Linked DNA regions of Mus musculus: region 2 is linked to region 1. The links are chromatin contacts, called in public HiCAR-type maps. All regions are on one chromosome and are shown on one strand. The core of a region is the stretch at or near the end of the contact, and the rest is flanking DNA. Distances in the headings are between cores, read along the strand shown.

Region 1 (4,239 bases), core at 457-2,956:
CTACACTCCTGTCTACAGCTCTCCTTTCTGACATCATCTCGTTCCCAGCATACCTCTGGAGACCCTTATACTGGAAAACATGTCTCCTGGAGTGGGGTCTGGAAGGGACTGCTAATCAAGGGATGAGGAAACTAGGCAGGAGCAGAGTCAGGAATCTGAAGGGCCTGCCGAGTGTCAGATCCCTGGGTCCTTGGTCTTCCAGAGGGATGGGGAATGCTTAGGAGTAGGCCTCCCTCCCCACCACTCTTTCAGACCCAGACTGGGGCGGGCAGGCTGGCCGGCAAGGGTGGGGTTGAAGGGACAGTGAGAGGCTAGGCTGAGGACAGGGCTAGCTATGGAGAAGGACTGGTAGCTCCTCCTCCAAGGCTGTGTCCCCTTCCTACACATTAAAGGTATACCCCACGCAGATCTCCTTGGGACTGGATGTCCCTCCCCTAGCCCAGGTGGGGTTTTGTTTGTTTGGTTTTGTTTCTGTTTGTCTGCCCCTTCCACAGGGCCCACAGTGGCTGCATCCCAGCAGCTAAGCCTGGATTCCCGGTCCTCCTTCCCCCTTTCACGGCCACTCAGCTACCTGCCTTCTGTCATTTCTCCTTCTGCCCAAGCCACCTTCAGGTTACAGTCGTCCCTGTCCTCTGCTACTCCAGATACACCCCTCCCTTCCTGTCTCCTCCAGTCCTCTTTTCTTTGAAGACGGTCGGTCGGTCGGTCGGTCGGTCGGATGCTGAGGCCATAGTCTTACCTGTCTCCTTCAAGCCCCTCCCCCTGAGATTTTTTTTTCCATTCAGAAACCCCAGAGCCCCCTCTCCAGATCCTAGCTTTGCCCCAATAGCTGCTGCTATCATCAGCTGACCGGCTGTGGGCAGTGGTTACCAGGGCAACGGCAAGGCTGCCTAGGTAGGCAAGTCTGCAGCCGACATGGAGGTGGGGAAGAGGCCAGTTAGTGCTAATAGGGGTTAGAGGGCTAGGCTTTCTAGATGCACCCCAAAGCCAACATTGGAGGCCTGGAATGGTTGAAGTTTTGCCACAGAGAGAAGGCATGTCTCTTTGGAATATGGATGCCATCTGATAGAAAGCTTCCTTTTGCAAAAACAGCTTTCCTGGGAAAAATCGGTCCTTCATTCTCTCCCTGGCCCCTACTACGATCCCCAGGGGATCAAGTTTACAGAAAATCCAATCTGAATCTGATGTATTTATGACCTGGTTCCTTCCATCCTTCTATCTGTCCTCCTCAGAGAGGGTTAATGTTTGGATGGCCAATTCGGGTGCCCCTGCTGTTCCCTGTCCCAGAGGTGGGGGGATCCCCCACAGAGCCTCTCATCTGCTTCTGGAAGATGGTGGAGCATTATGAATGGGGTTTGAATTGCAGGTTCTTGGAGAGCCGGGTGGGCATAGCTCCCCTCAGTTATCAGTAACAGCCGCTAACTTGAACTCTGCTGGAGAGGCTCTGAGTGTGGATATTGCAGAGCCGGGATATGGGAAAGGGGGAAAACGCAGCGCAGCCGATTCTGCTTCGTCATGATGCCAGCGAATGAGCCCCTTGTTTGAAATGGATCAGCTGCAGCAGCAGCAGCTGAGATGAACTGGACCAGCAACACGCCCAAACGCACACACTCACACACCCTGGGGCCCGCCACTATCAGTTGTTGGTGGGGAGGGGCCCGGGGCCCGCCCGCCCAGAGACCGCTCCTCGTCCTGCCCGCCCACCAGACACCAGACTCGGACTCCCCAGCTCCGGGAACCCAAGCCGGTGGCTTGCAGAGCAGCAGGGGACTGGTGAAGCGGGTGGGGGTTCAGGAGGGAGATCAGACCGCTGAGCTGAGACCAGCTCCCCTCCTTCGCCAGCTCCCACCCCACCCACCCACCCTAAGCCGGCTTTCTTCCTGTTATTTGTGCTTCGTAAAGCGCGGCTGGGTTCCTGGAGAAGCTGCCTCTTACCTAGATTCCTGAGAAAACGCGGCCACCCAGTCGACCAGGGCCTAGCCTTTTGCTTCCTGGGGCTTCAGAGAGCCTGGGCCCCACTGTCTGGGAGGAGGTAGGTGACAGGGTCTTTTGCCTCTCTTTCTTTACGTAGGTATTTTGGGCTGTACCTCTGGATCTGGCCATGGTTTTGGGTGATATCAGAGATGCTAGGACAGGGTCAGCTTTGGAAAATGGTCAGTGGGAGAATAGGCCTAGGTGGCCAGACAAGGTGCTCAGCTGGGTTTGACCCGATCAAACTCCCTTTTTATTTGGGAGGAAGGATCTAGGCTGTTGCCGTGCAAAGAGTCCATATGGGCCCCAGCATTCCCTTTCATGGACACCCCCCCCCCCAAGCTTCTGTGGCCAGAATTTCAAGGGGTGGGAGCATGGGGCACAGTCTGTGGAGGGAGCTGTTAGCTTTTTGCTGAATGATGCAAGACATCTTTGGCAGCCTCCCTCCCGCCAGGCCAGGTGCCCTCTGGAGTGGCAGGGGTCCATTGAGGGGGCCAAAGCCGCTGGTTTCCAGCCCACTCTGGAGCCCCTCCTAGCTGAGGTTAGCCTGGTTAGGGTAGGGATTCGTCGAAGAATGAGGCTGTGTAGCAGGGTGTGACTGCAGAGCTTAGCCTGGCTCTCTGCCTGCGAGCAGCTAGTGTACTGAGAGAGACTGGGTGCTGAATAAACCTGGAGAGCCCCGGGGGTCCTAAGGGATTCCTTTCTCGGCACCAGACACGCCATACTCCTTTGCTGGGCAGGCACACCTGTGCGTCTCCTCCCAGAAGACTGGTTGCCAGGCTGTAGGTCTAAGACAAGCAAGGCAACGGTGCAGTGGGAGTGGAGGGATGTGGGGATGGGTCAGGTGAGGGCACTGGGAGTATTGGGGTTCACGTGCTCAGAACAGGGATGGGTTCAGCAGGCCATGCCAGGGAGCTGTGAGCACAGATGACGGGTGCCAAGGGGAGGATCAGTGGGTGGGTGCAAGTAGGTGTCCTTAGCACCATGTGTCATTGTGTGGGGGTCTGGCAGGGAGAGTGGGCGAGTGCTCTGGCAAGGAGGGCGGCAGAGTCCCTGTGTGCACCCATGTGCAGTTCTGTCAGCAGCCATGTGTTGGGCAGAGCTCTTCTGTCTTCTGCATGTATGCTCCTGGGAGTCTTGTCTCCATACAGCTAGTTGGTCTTTCTGAGGCTAGGAGAGCATCTGTCTACCCACTGGTGGGCAATGTCTGCAGAATTCTTTCAGAGCTCACGTGTGGGGAGAGTGGAATGGGGACCTCTCCTGAATTCTAGAATCTGGATTTAGGGTGGGAGTTTCCTCTCCTCCCCAGATCTGCCGATCCAGCTATATATACCTCAGGACTCAGATCTATAAGGAACGTGTTTGGACAAAGCAAGCCTGAGCAGTGGAGGGACCTAGCTAGAAAAGAGAAACTTACCTCTTCTGAGGAAAGAGCACAGAAATGGCCACTAACTCGGTCAAGAGGGGAACCTAAGAAAACTCTAATGAGCTCAGGCATGTTTGCAGGGGAGGGAGGCAGGAGGGGGGGTCAAAGGGAAAGGAGCACTCTTGTCACTGAGAGTGGGTAGGCAGGTCCTGGAACAGACGGACTCCGTTATCTACTCCTGAAGCTGCCTGATCTTGTTCAATGGGACAGGTGTCATTCAGAGTTGGTATGAGGAATGCATAGTCCAAAGCAATAGGAAAAGGATCAGAAAGCATTTGCATGAGCGAGAGAGAGAGAGAGAGAGAGAAAGAGAGAGAGAGAGAGAAAACAAGAGAAGAGAAAGTAACAGGGCCTTGGTGGCCTGAGAAAAGGCCAGGGATAAACTTGACTTAAGTAAGGCTTTTGATGAGCCACTGGCCTAAGCAGGCCCAAACCCTGCTGTCCCGTGTCTCACCCCACCCTACAATACACACATTCACTGTAGTGCGCGCCCAGTTCCCGCCCTATTGACTACACCACCCTTCTCCCACCCTAGGATGCTGTTTTGGGAACGGGTGACCTAGCTGGAGCCTGTCTTTATTTCTGGCATTGCGTTGTTGTTGCCACAGCAACTGTGCAAGTGGGGCTGGGAGGGGGAGAGGGAGAGGGAGAAAAGAAGAAGAAGGGAAAAGGAAGGCAGGAAGAAAGACAGAGACACTGAAGGAAACAGAGGCAGAGAATGGGCCTCCCACCTGCCTGACCTAGCCCACATGGCAGGCCTGTTAACTCATGAACTAACTCTCCAGCATGGCTTGACGATGCTCAGTTGTCCCAGGGCCAGATCCTACACTCTCACCCAATCC
Region 2 (4,239 bases), core at 1,102-3,601, 2.0 Mb before region 1:
CATAAGAAGAACAAAAAAAAAAAAAAAAAAAAAAAAAAAAGTTGCTGTGGTCATGGTGTCTCTTTATAGTGACGAAACCTTAAGACAAGGGTGTTAAGTGCCAAGCCGTGCATATGGACAATTTGCAGGAGTCTAGTTGTGTTAGTCCACTATGTGGAAACTGGGGGTTGAATTTAGGCTGTCAAGTGCTAGTAGCAAACACCTTTACCCTGAGCCACCTCTTCAAATGTAAGATTTATCCATTCTCATTTACTAATCTGTCCCAAATGCCTAGACAGAATCCAGCATGTGGAGGAAGAAGTTACAGAAGATAATACTATCTAATTTTTATAAGCCTCAAAATTAAGTAAATTAATTGGTTATATAAAGGATAGTTTTCCTCTTATGTTTTTTTTTTCATGATACTGGAATCAGATCTAGGATGTTGTGCATTGTTAGGCTAGCGAAGTAGTCTACCATTAATATCCTTCTCAACTAGAACTAGTAGTCTACCATTAATATCCTTCTCAACTAGAAGACTGTAAAGATAAGAATAAAAGCAACCTTAGGAGGAGCAGAAACCTGAGTGGTACAACCTGGCTCGATGGAGAGCAGTGTCCATCACTGGGCTCTACTGCTTAGGTTTAGGGAAGTCACTTCAGTGTGCTTAATGGCTGCCATCAAATATTGTCTAACCAACTAGCCGAGGCAACGACTGTGCAGCGTTGGAATCTGCTGATGCTGTGAAAATCCTAAAAAATTTGAGCTGTGAAATAAGGTACGGTTTGATCAAGGTCAGGTCTAAGAATAGTAATTTAAACGAAGAGTATTAGGTCTCTCTATAGTGATTTTGGTAAGATTAGCTGTGAAACAGGATGTACTTATAGTTGTAAGAAATAAGTTCAAGCTTTAAGAACACAGCAGGAAAAGGAGCAGAGAAATCATAGATCTAGAGTTTGGACATTGAAGTCATTGACCTGACAGCAAGTGTTGGGGCAGAAAGAAAAAAAAAAAAAAAAACAACTCACTGACTGTCAAAATAGCATAGGAGGGCAGAGTGGCGCAGTGAGAGAGAACAGGGAAGTAAGCGCCCATCCCACAGCCTCAGGGGAAATGCATTCATAATGGAATAAAAGGTCAGCTATTACCCTTTTCCACTTTAAACCAGTGTCTCTTCTCCTCTGGCCTCTGACTTGCTTTTATTGAGTCAAGTTGCCAGGGGTGTGTCCTGCCAGGTTTTTTTTTTTTTTTTTTTTTTTTTTTTCTTCTTCAGGAAAGACACTGGGCCTTTAAATAGGGCCTGGCCTTTAACATGTGATTATATGAAGCAACCCTGCCTTTGCCTATGTACCCTCAAGTTACTTATCTGCTCCTGCCTCAGCTTCTCTAGTAATGATACCTCAGTTTGCGTTAACAAGTAGGACACTCCACATGGTTCGTCTCACTGTGTAATCTTTAGTTTTGAGAGTCAGCGATCATACTTTTACTTACAATAACTATCAGTTACTGAGAGGTCCTAAACAGTGTATTTCATGTACTAGTTTGTCTAACTTGATTCTGCAACAGTGCTTTGAGGTTGATCATTTTAACCTTTCCACAGGAGACAGAGCCCAATAGTAGTACATTTGCCATGCTAGTAAGTATCGGAGCTCATTTTAACTTTTAGTATCACCTAGTACCCAAATCCATCTTCCCCACTGTGGTGCGTGTCACAGATCCCAGCCATTGCTTGTGTATGTAAGCAGTTGATAAAGTTCCTCTGAACTTATATGCCCTCTTAAGTAATTTACGGGGCGTATTTTTTTTCCAAAAGAATAAGTTTTCACCTCAATTAACTGAGTATTTTTCACATTCCTGCTTTAAGAATACTATCCACCAAGGATCTTTCCTTAATGTCAAGAGTAAGTTCTATTTTTAAAATAATCACTAAAAACAAAGTACACTGACTATAAAAGCAGAAGCCTTCATTAGCTTTTAAGGAAAAACAAAACAAGCCTGAAATATATTCCACCTGTAAGGAACTTGTCATTTAATTCTATTGTGTGGGCAATTCTCTGTGTGTTATAGGCATAGCTTGAGTATCGAGCATGAAATGATCACAAACTATACACTCATATTTTGGATCAAGGCTTTGAATTCATTTTACCCCAATCTTTCTATGTGAAAAAGCAGCAGGCTGCGTTAGTCAAACCGCGAACACAAAGAGGATGGTTTTCCATCGCGTGCCTATCCACCAGGTTCTTTTGATTAGGGTTTACTTTGGCTCTTAAGGCAGAACGCGTTGCAGTCAGGAAAGCAGCTGAAGAAGCCTTTAAGTGTTTTGTTTCAGTAGCGCCCCAGCGTACCCTCTGCGCTGTTTCCTCTCCCGGTCTTTCCCGGTTCACTGCGGGTCATGTGATACCGGTCACGTGACTCGGTCAAAGGATCTTTTCCTCTTACCAGCTTTGAGGAAAAAAAAAAAAAAGCGAAACTGTTCTCCAATTAAAGCTGCTAACGTGTACTACGCCGTTTCCTTGTTGGGTTTTCTTGTTCGCTGGCTGCTGCTCCTGTAGAAACAAAATGAGTGGTAAGATTTGCTGATTTTGAACATTCGCTTTTATTTGAAAACATAGGAAGCTTTTGTATTAACCTAAAGCCGTGTTGTGTGTTTTTAGTGCCAAATCTGTTCGCTTTAGAAATACTACATATTGTTATGTGGTTATGAAAATTGTAGACTCTATGAGCTAGAGTGATTTTAAATCTCATAGCATGCCCCATTCTGGCTGGCCTCTTGATTTTTTTCGTCTTTTCTCTTTTAAGACTGATCAGAAAATTGGCATCAGGTAATTTGGAAGCCATTGTGTGCGGCAGGAGTCAGCAGTCAGCAGTCCGTTGTTTATTTAATTTTAAATGCTTAGACAAATCTGTAGTTTTGGGTTTTTTCTAAAAGAAATAAAGAAAAAATTGAATATGAATGGTAGATTAAGAAAGACGATAGGTTTAGTTTATGTTAGGTAAAATGAACTAGGTATAAATCATTGATGGTACCTTTAAGAATTGGGATGGGAAGTTTTTCATATTTAAGGCAAATGACAAACAGAATTGTACCCACTTTTGCAGATTTTAAAAATAAGTAGGCCCTTAACAGTAATGTAATCACTCTGCTTTGGGGTAGCTTTTGCCTAAAGCTTGTCAATTCTGAAGGAGCTGTTAGGTGTAGCTACAGTTGTTCAGGTACAGCTTTCTTGTGCCAGGTGGACATGTTATGTACTCCTATAACAGGTTTGCTTCTTCCCTGGACACAGTCTGCTTTGCTGCATACAAATTTAAGACAGTTTGCAGTTAATTTTCTAGAACTTTCTGAGTTAGAAAGTACTGTTGGACCTGAGAGGTAGTCAGGCATTGTGTCAGTGAGTGTCCAGGGTTTAGAGTTTGATGCAGGACAAGCAACATGGTGCTGCCAGCATTGTGGATCTGAATATCAGTACTTGTGTTTACTGTCTATGTATTGGGGGTGTGGCAGGTTTGTGTTCAGTGTTGAATATATCCCACCATTATTTTAGATAAATGTACATAGCACTGATAAATTATCTTTTTAAAATCTAACTGTGTGGCATTTCTGCCTCCGAACTAGAAAATTTACTTAAGTAGTCAAAGTGATCACGTCATAAAGGAGTCCTTTGTGAAACTAAATGATGACTTGTTCCAGCAGCTATCAAAGTAAACTGTGAGCTGAGTCCAGTGGCACATGTCTGTAATCCTAGCATTGTGGAGGCTGAGATGGGAGTGTGGGTGCATCGCCTGAAAGTTACTGCTCTAATAGCCACAGAGAAACAGAACACCGGGTTTAGTTGTTCTGCTTTGAAGATGCCTGTCTGCTTTCTTTCATTTCCACATCATCTTCATCAATCTCTGTCTGGCATTAATGACTTGACACAAGGTTCAGCATGGCAGTGGGTGCAAAGAGCCTGCAGTCTAAGCTTAGTACATAGAGCTCAGTAAAGTTTCCTTGACTAAGTAAACAAATGCAATTTTCAATAAAATCTCTAGTTCTCAGCCAATTTCCACATTTTATAAATAATATCTAGGGCGGATCTTACAATTTAGAAGGCTAGTTTACTGGTTTATGTGAATTAGTTAATGAATAAAGTGACCATTAGTGTACAACTGTTCCCCTTTCTCCAGAGAGCAGAAATGTATTTTGAATGAAGCCTTTCTAAATAGAGATTTTAAAGAGGATCTCACAAATGCTGTTTAGCAAATTAATAGGTAGCATTTACT

Evidence for each region. HiCAR-type assays count read pairs that join an accessible place to other places.
Region 2: a HiCAR-type map of astrocytes shows a contact between it and region 1, with 5 times the contacts expected there. The contact joins the enhancer-like site here to the promoter of Dmtn in region 1. A contact is called at or near these places in 2 of 39 promoter capture datasets (hippocampal neurons and liver), 3 of 115 datasets of contacts at active chromatin or transcription factors (astrocytes, large pre-B cells and stem cell-derived neural progenitor cells) and 1 of 9 other capture datasets (embryonic tail).

Annotation. Positions count from the first base shown.
Region 1 is chr14:70,624,532-70,628,770 of GRCm38.p6, reverse strand. Dmtn (dematin actin binding protein) reads left to right here and starts at 1,706. Exons shown (of 16, transcript NM_001252662.1): 1 at 1,706-2,032.
Region 2 is chr14:72,601,228-72,605,466 of GRCm38.p6, reverse strand. The region is part of intron 3 of Fndc3a (fibronectin type III domain containing 3A); the gene reads left to right. Among named protein-coding and RNA genes, the nearest start is that of Fndc3a, 110 kb to the left of the region's middle. Within about 2 kb of position 2,351, at least 368 of the 459 cell types and tissues checked have an H3K27ac peak or open chromatin away from gene starts, as enhancers often do. A contact at or near this core is called in astrocytes, embryonic tail, hippocampal neurons and 2 more, where this site is marked.